Regions from separate parts of the Hordeum vulgare genome. Here region 2 is linked to region 1. A link is a contact called in public Hi-C data. All regions are on one chromosome and are shown on one strand. Each heading gives the region's core, a stretch centred on a gene start, on an enhancer-like site or on the middle of the called end of the contact. The rest is flanking DNA. Distances are from core to core; before and after follow the strand shown. Region 1 holds the start of LOC123427304. Region 2 holds the start of LOC123427309 (ABC transporter G family member 11-like).

Region 1 (4,092 bases), core at 937-3,436:
CTCATTCAGAATTTCAGCAACTTCATTATCTTCTAACATTGATGCTTTCCTAAGATGTATGAGATCCACAACCACATCAGGATTGAATTGCTTTTCATTCAGGGTGTATCGGATGTATTTTCTTACTACATCATCCATGTCAAATCCTGTCTGAATACATGGGAGAAAAGGTTAAAAGTGTATATGTAGTCCTCACTATAGCCAGATAGCTTTGCAGCCAACAACATAATAAGAAAACCATTCCTCAAACAGCAGTAGAAATGGCCAAATGGGTGCATTGTGTTAAGCTTCATGCACTAGCCAACACAACCAAAAGTCCGAACTAATGGAAAGGGCTAGTTCAATCCACATATACTGTAACACCCCCTCTCACGTGTGACGGGGAAGATAAGTCAACACGTGCAACCGGAAGAGAGCGACGGCGCGCGAAACTCACGTATGACTCAAGATGCCTCTACGTGGACACAAAGGGGGCTACCAGCAATTTTTTAAATAAATTGCAAAAACCAGGACTTGAACTCAAGACCTTAGCTCCGATACCATGTTAAGCTTCATGCACTAGCCAACACAACCAAAAGTCCGAACTAATGGAAAGGGCTAGTTCAATCCACATATACTGTAACACATTGGTGCATTACAGTTTGATATGTCAAAATCTATTCTGACCAGCAAAATTTCTGGTTTAGATCTTTGCAAGTAGATAGTCTTTAGTCCAAATATTTTTACCACAAGTCATCAGTGTAATTTAATCTTCCAGAATAAGATATCTGAGTAACACTGGCCAAAGTAGATTCATTTGTTGAGAAAATAAAGCAGGTCTGTGGTAACAGCAGTCCAATATAAGTTCAGATTCTCAGGAATAATGGTTGAATCAAGGGCACACCTTTTGCATTAGTTCTTGGATAGCTGGAAAATCCACTGCTTCCCTGCCCTTCTGAAACAACTCATCTAGTGACTTCAACAAGAATATATTCTTGGTCACCTGCAAAGAAACGGAGTCACCATGAAATGCCAAAAATATATCTGGATAACGGTTATGACGTATGAGAGCAATAGAATTTATAGTTCCATCAAGAACATCAGCAAGAAAAAGAGAAAATAAAGCCTAAAGATGAGCTTAGCTTGTGAATTGTGATCAACCAAAAGATAAGCTTAGCTTGTGATTCAGAAACTTCATTAGTACAAAATGAAAAAAAGTTCTCCTGATTCTTTCTCTCACTCGAAAGTAACATCCTACTGATTAACTGAAACAAACTGAATTATTTAGTATGGTCATGACTCATGGTTCTATGATATTTTATGAATAGAAATGAAATTGCAACATAGAAATCCCCGCTTAAAAAAAGAGCCAATGTCCCATATTTCTGGATCCTTGAACAATGTTAGCACCCAATGAACGACTATTGGAGTCTGCAATGAACACACGAACCACTGCTTCACACAATGTGCGTACATTTAGCCATGGCTAAAACTCTTATCATAATTCATAAGAGAAATATAGCATCACTTCATTATCTACCGACATAAATAAGAATTGAAGCACAAGCAACATGTCCAATCTTAGAGAGGGACTACCAAAGTGTAACTAAACTCCTAATCGTATCACCTCCACAGTCTCCCACTAAGCATCGAATGAATTGCAGACTCGAAGGCTCACCCTCTTCTTCTTCTGAGTGCGCGGGGAGGTGAACCTGCGGACGGTGCGGACGACGGAGAGGGCGAAGGAGATGCCGACGTAGGCGAGGGGCACGGCGAGGAGCCACGGCACGGGGCTGGAGCCGACGCGGGGGCCGGGGATGGCCTGCGTGACGGTGCCGGTGAACTCCACGAGGTCCAGCGCCTTGTCCTGGATCCACGGCAGCTCCTCCTCGACCTCCACCTCCTCGTCCGCCTCTCGCTTCGGGGCGGCGCTGGAGTTGTTGGTGCGCTTGGCGCGGGCGACGAGGAGGGGCGTCGACCGCCGGGGGGTCGCGCGGGTCGGGGCGGGCAGGGTGAGGGGGCAGCGCCGGACGCGGCCGCCGGCGACGGGGATGGAGAGCGGGTGGAAAAGGGTGGTGGTCGCCATGGAGACGGAGGCGGAGGCGGAGGCGGAGGCTAGGGCTTATCGCGGCGGAGGTGGAGTTGGTGGGGACTCCTCCGGGGTGCGGAGAAGAGACCAAGCCAGAGTAGGCAGTGGCTGAACAATAAAACTGTGACGGGTTGGGAGAGAGGAAGAGCAGTAATAAGGGCCGAAAGCCCACCAAGACAACATCCTTTTTGGGCTTGTGTCACCTACCTGGGGGGCAGCTCTCAAAAGAAAAAGAAAAAGAGACCAAAAAGGAAAAAAGGAAAAGAAACCAAAAAAGAAAAAGAATAAAAATTCTCTGCCGAGTCCAGTTCTTCAGAAATCAGAATCCCGAAGTTACATCGTTGAGCTTCCCCGAAAGCTCTTGCAAAAAAATTAAAACCATATCTTTCTTTTTTGAGAATAATTAAGACCATGCCCACCAAAGTGGTAAATTGAACATGTCGTGTAATTGCACTGTTATCATAAGTAAATTCAGAGTTAAGAGACAGATAGCAACATCCGCAACAAGGTCAAATAACTGTCACTGCACAGTTAAGAAGGCATGGATTAACAAGGTCCATGGATTTCGTATAATGAGCTGACAACAATTTCTCGTCTAATCCGTTCAGAAACTGAAGTCTCTAGAATACATGTTTTCCAGTTTCTCATTTCAATAACGTGTAATGTAATTCCAAAAAAAAAAGTGTGGAAATATTTCTGCCACACAAACTGTGCTTATGCCTGCCATAAAATCCTGGATGCTTAATCTTGCCTATAACGGAAGAATTTATAGGAGAAACAAGGTGAAGAGTGTGAATCGGGGCAATCTCTGTATCAGGCTGTCAGCTTAATACCACAGGATCTCAAAGCTTTGGTTTGGATTTGGATTCTCTAGACCATGCTGGAGCTCTAACTTTCAGGTCAGACTTCTCAGCCTCCTCGTCCTTCTCCTCCTCTTCCAATATCTCCTTAGAAAATGCCGCTGGATTCTCCTTGATGCAGTTCTGCAGCGCGATAAAGGGCTGCACACAATCTGATCCCTGGCAAGGCAAAGGAAGCAAGTTTAGTGTAAGTCAATATTCAGGAAGAAGTAGACATGAACCAGACAGTCAATAGCATTTAACAGCATACGAGCAGAAGAGGTTTGTATGTGACAGCAAACTCAAAACATTATGAAATACGAGTATTACAAAGAGTGTAAAAACACACATTTGAAAACAGAAACCAGAAGAATTTGTGTCCAGTCAAGTTATAGCATCTGCATTTCTTGACTCTTTTCACTTTAAAGAGGAAAGAGGGTAAACCCTCGGGGTTTTATTTTATGTTGAATTAACAAGTAACCTGAATAAGTACTCCTGATCAAATTGAATTATAATTGGCTATCAGTAACATTGTAGTGTAACTGTTATGACCGGTACAACGTACCAACGGAGGAGGCCCAACGGGCAGGGTTAGTTACGGGCTTAGCCCTAGTTATCTTAGCTATATTAGAGTCCAAGTTATATTAGAAGTCCAAGTTATATTAGAGTCCAAGTTATATTAGAAGTCCAAGTTATCTGGGGTTTAGTGGAGGCTGTCCTCCTATATAAACACATGTACCCCTTCGATATTAAGCAGACAATAAACAGTATTCTGTTGTCGTCTCCCTCAGGAGACGGGAGCCCCAAACCCTAGCCGACTCTCCCTCTCTCTCTCACGCCCAACCTCGCAGCCCGCACTTCCACCCCTACAACCTACGTCCGAGACCTGGTAGAACCCTAGCCTCTACCAATTTGGTATCAGGTAGCTTGGGTTCGATGAATTTGTCGGACCTTCCCACCACCACAGCCGCCGCCACCACCGCCTTCCCCGCCACCTCGCAGCAGCTGCCGCCACCGGCCGCCTCCGGTACCGCGGCCCTGGCGGCCGAAGCTGCCCCGTCCTCTCCCCGGCGGAGATGTCCTCGGCGATCCGCGACCTCACCCTGGCGGTCTCGAACCTCCAGACTTTCCTACAGGCTCCGTACGCAACCCCGCCACCACCGCCTCCGCCAGCGGCGCCCTTCG
Region 2 (4,207 bases), core at 348-2,847, 470 kb before region 1:
CACCGTCAGCGTCCCGATCAGGTTGTCGTCCTGCGTCACGTACGCCTGCATACACCACCACATCATCATCATCGCCCATTCTTCTTCTACTACGAGGATTGGTCACGTTGCCATGGGTCCGAAAAGTAGTATTCTGGTCGTTTCGTCGCATCCAAACTTGTACTGCTAGTGCTGGAAGTCGGCTAGACCAAACCCAGAGTGCGTACATACATATCCAGAGGAGAGGGCCCACTGCTTTTCGTCCCATGCTGGCAAAACTAATCACTACTAGTAAGTTTTATTACGGGCCACAAGCTATTAGCTACTACTCCACAATCTACTGCCGTATACTAAGTGGTAGAAAAAGATCCCAAAACTGCACGTCATAAATTCGCAACAGTGCCACAATAACAAATCAAATTACACAACTGTCCGTATTTATGCTATTACTACTCGGGGTCAGGGGGTGGGTAGGTCGCAGCAGGCCCGTCTCCGTTTCTCTTTGAACCATGCACGGAAGAGAAGATATTTCGCCGTTGAGGTCGGTCGGTCAGACGGAGAGAAAATAAAACTAACTAGGCGTACGAGATCTGTATGAAGGGCAGCATCGAATTGAAAGCAAAGCAGCAATGGGATCAGAAAACTGAACGAACCTATTAATTGCTGCACCCAACCACTCTCACTCAACGCGGCACCCTATCGATCGCGCTACTCCTACTAGCGTAGGGGTGCTGGGGGCAGGCCGCCATAGTATGCACCGTGGATTTTTCATGGCGCCGATAACTACGCACCGGCGTGGAATTAATTAGCCGGTGAGCGCGACCGTACGGCGCCGCTCTACCGCTCGAAACGTACCGCGCCATGGCATCTACTCCATGCCATGCTCGGAAATGGCATGAACGCTAGCTGGGGCGGGTGGAACTCACATGGGGAGCCTAATGCCCAAAAATGGCGGTTTTCGCTGTCGGATGAAAACGAGCCAAGCAGGTGAAGGTTAAAGGAGAAGTGGGACGAGTGGGGTGGGACGAGGTGGCTGGCCGTACGTACCGCGGCGCCGAAGGAGAGCTTGGCCTTGCGGCCGTTGAGCAGGACGCTGCCGGAGAGGAAGGCGTTGGCGGCGAGGCGGCCGGCGAGGGCGTCCAGGAGGGTGGACTTGCCGGAGCCGGACGGGCCCATGAGCGCCGTCAGCGACCCGGGCTCGGCGAAGCCGGTGAGCTCGTCCAGCACGGTCTGCGTCTTCCCGGGGCCCAGCGCCACGGTGACCGACAGGTCCTTCCACGTCAGCCTCGCCGACACCTCGCCGATGAGCGCCGCCGCGCCGGCCCCCGGCAGCGCCTTGCTGTCACGCCACAGCGTCTCGCTCAGCGGGCTCAGCCCCACCACCATCGCGCCGCTGGCCGACGTCGCGGTCGCCCCGTTGGCCTGCAGCTCTACCATGGCCTGCCCGGCCGCCGTCCTCCGCGTGTCCTCCCCTCCTCCTCCTCCTCCTCCTCTCATGGCTCTCGCCCGCACTGGCGGCGACGTGCGGGAGCTCTCCTCGGAGGGAGAGGCCGGCCGATGCGATGTGGAGTGAGGCTTGTGTTTAGCTGCTGCTGCTGCTGCTGCTGCTGTAGGAGGGAGGGAGGGGGTAGCAAGGGCAAGAGTTATAAAGGAGGAAGGCAAAGCATGCATGCATAATGAAGGTGGGGGGAGTTAATGGATGGATGGAGCAATCGGAGGGAGAGCTGTGCGGCTGCGAGCGAGCCCATCTATTAACAAACTGACAACCAATTGTCCTCTTTAGGCTTTGGCTGACAGCCCATGGCCTACTCCAACACTACTCCTGTTATTATGCAACAGTGCTGGGTTAGGGTTTTGTTTGGAACCAAGCCACTTTTGGGAAATTTGTGTGACGGTAGGAATCTTTTATTCATGTACGGGATACCCCAAGAAAAACCTTCCACATTTCCCCCCACAAAATGCTTTAAAAACCGAGGTCGGATTTTAAGCATGGCAAAACAAACGTTTTTATGGCGATTTGTTGGAAAATTTCTTCAGCAAGCATGGCAAATCCATCAAGGAAAGATGAACAATAATGTTTCATTTAAATCCCTTCAACAATTCAGAAGAAACATCCCTCTTAATTTTCTCTTCTCATTGGCCCGTTAATTTTAGTCACTATGGTCTAAGGTTGGTCTCTTCATTCCCACTCTTGGTTTGTAATTGTCAAGACCGTTTAGAATTTCTCTTTTCTCTGGATAATTCCGTTTTCAGTATTGACTAGCTAATTGCCCATGCGTTGCAACAGAGACATACATATTCTAGAAGTTTAACATCAATCGAGTTTGACAAATACCTTACATCTATAACATTCTGAATTTTGGTAAGATTTAATTTAATTTGTGTACGGTAGAGATGACAGGGAATGTTTTAATTAAATTGGGGTTTTGTTAAGATTTGGTTTGCTTGGGGTATGCCTATGGAAAGGCAATGCTTTTTTCTTTTTGATTTAGTTGAGGTTTTCATAAGATTTAATTTGATTAAACTAATGTAGGACGTGATTTTGAAAGGAGGAGCGACACACGAGCGTACAAACACAAACCTACCATGACAACAACACACTCTCCTTTAATAGAAATATCCGTGGGTGGCTTCATGCATGTGAAAACTTCAGCATCATAGCATGAATAAAATCCGAAGAAAATAAAATTCTTTTCTTTTTCCAATCAGGCATCTTGGAAGAAACATAATAAAAATTCAACAATATGTAAAGAAAAGCACAAACTAAAAATCTAATAATACAGATTCTCTATGAGAAATTGAACATAGGGGAAAATGTAGAAGTAGAAGAAAGATACTTGGAGATGTACATAATAACTAGAAATACTCGATGAGGTTTATTGGAAGTGATGGGCATTTGTATCATAATATAAATAATTCTAAGAAGAAACATCTTGATTTTTGTTGAATTATATTGGACTCCTGTATATTTCACATTGTTGTGTATTTTTTCCTAAACACTTTTGTAACGTTTCTAGGATTTTATGTCTTCCCCTTAATGTTTAATGTTATATTTTATATCCCCCCCCCTAATTTTTTTCTTCTCATAATAGTGTTTTCTGTGTTGATTGGGTTGTCACTTGTGTGTAAAACTCTCGACATTTTCATTACTCCCTCTGTCTCGGTGTGGTGCATTAACTTTCACCTCGTTTCTTATTTTTTGACTTGAATAAACGAGACATGTGACGTATATGTTTTTAATGACTTGAGACTAACTAGCATGACATGCAGTGGCCAATTCATTGCATGCAATGGTATTTATTAGCAAATTATCATTTATTTCTCTCGTTTTCCTCTCCGTCTTGGTCACGGTGCACAACCTAAAATGACTTATACACCCGGACGGAGGGAGTACAACAACTCTTCCATTTTTTGCAGAAAGTTATAAGGTCATATATTAAGCATCAGGTCCTTTCGAGCACACCTTTATAGAAAAACAAAAAAAATGAATCCAAAACTTTTTGGTGCTGAATTTTCTATCTTTTGCATCCACCAGTGGCATGCCATGATCAAAGCTTGTGGACACCTCTCGGCCTCCACCTTGATGGAGCAAACTATGAGTTTATAGAAACAGTGATGAGGAAGTCGTCGATGTATACTAGAAGACGACGTCGGTTGCAATCTGCGTAGCATATTTCCACCCTGGACAAGCCAAACATCTAAGGAGACTGCGAACACACCGAATACCATGAGATCATCCATTACCGCGACACTATGACCAAGACACACAAAGTATCCACCCAGATCTAAAAGAATCTAGAAGTTGTTGATGACCCACAAGTATAGGGAATCAATCGTAGTCCTTTTGATAAGTAAGTGTGTCGAACCCAATGAGGAGCAGAAGGAAATGACAAGCGGTTTTCAGCAAGGTAATTTCTGCAAGCACTGAAATAGCGGTAATAAGTTGTTTGATAGAAAGATAACTGTAACAAGTAACGAGTCGCAATAGTAACAATAAGTGCAATGAGGTAGCCCAATTCTTGTGTGGCAAAGGACAGGCCGGAATGATTTCTTATAATAGGCAAAACATTTTTGAGGGCACACGGGAATTTCATCTAGTCACATTAGGCATGGAGGGTTAATTCACGTACGGTACTTTGATAATTTGATATGTGGGTGGATCGGTGCCCGGGACCCGTTCTTACTTGAACAAACCTCCTACTTATGATTAAACCTCCCACAAGCATCC

The links. Hi-C and Micro-C count contacts between places; a contact is called where the count stands out from the background.
Region 2: a contact with region 1 is called in a Hi-C map of seedling, with 4 times the contacts expected there. The contact joins the promoter of LOC123427309 here to the promoter of LOC123427304 in region 1. A contact is called at or near these places in 2 of 6 Hi-C or Micro-C datasets (leaf and seedling).

What each region holds. Positions count from the first base shown.
Region 1 is chr2H:565,801,384-565,805,475 of MorexV3_pseudomolecules_assembly, reverse strand. LOC123427304 reads right to left here and starts at 2,186. Exons shown (of 6, transcript XM_045111311.1): 1 at 1,658-2,186; 2 at 884-982; 3 at 1-150. The coding sequence starts at 2,065. LOC123427303 (mitochondrial intermembrane space import and assembly protein 40 homolog) reads right to left here. Exons shown (of 4, transcript XM_045111309.1): 4 at 2,611-3,087. The coding sequence ends at 2,911.
Region 2 is chr2H:566,271,106-566,275,312 of MorexV3_pseudomolecules_assembly, reverse strand. LOC123427309 (ABC transporter G family member 11-like) reads right to left here and starts at 1,597. Exons shown (of 10, transcript XM_045111316.1): 1 at 1,027-1,597; 2 at 1-45. The coding sequence starts at 1,476.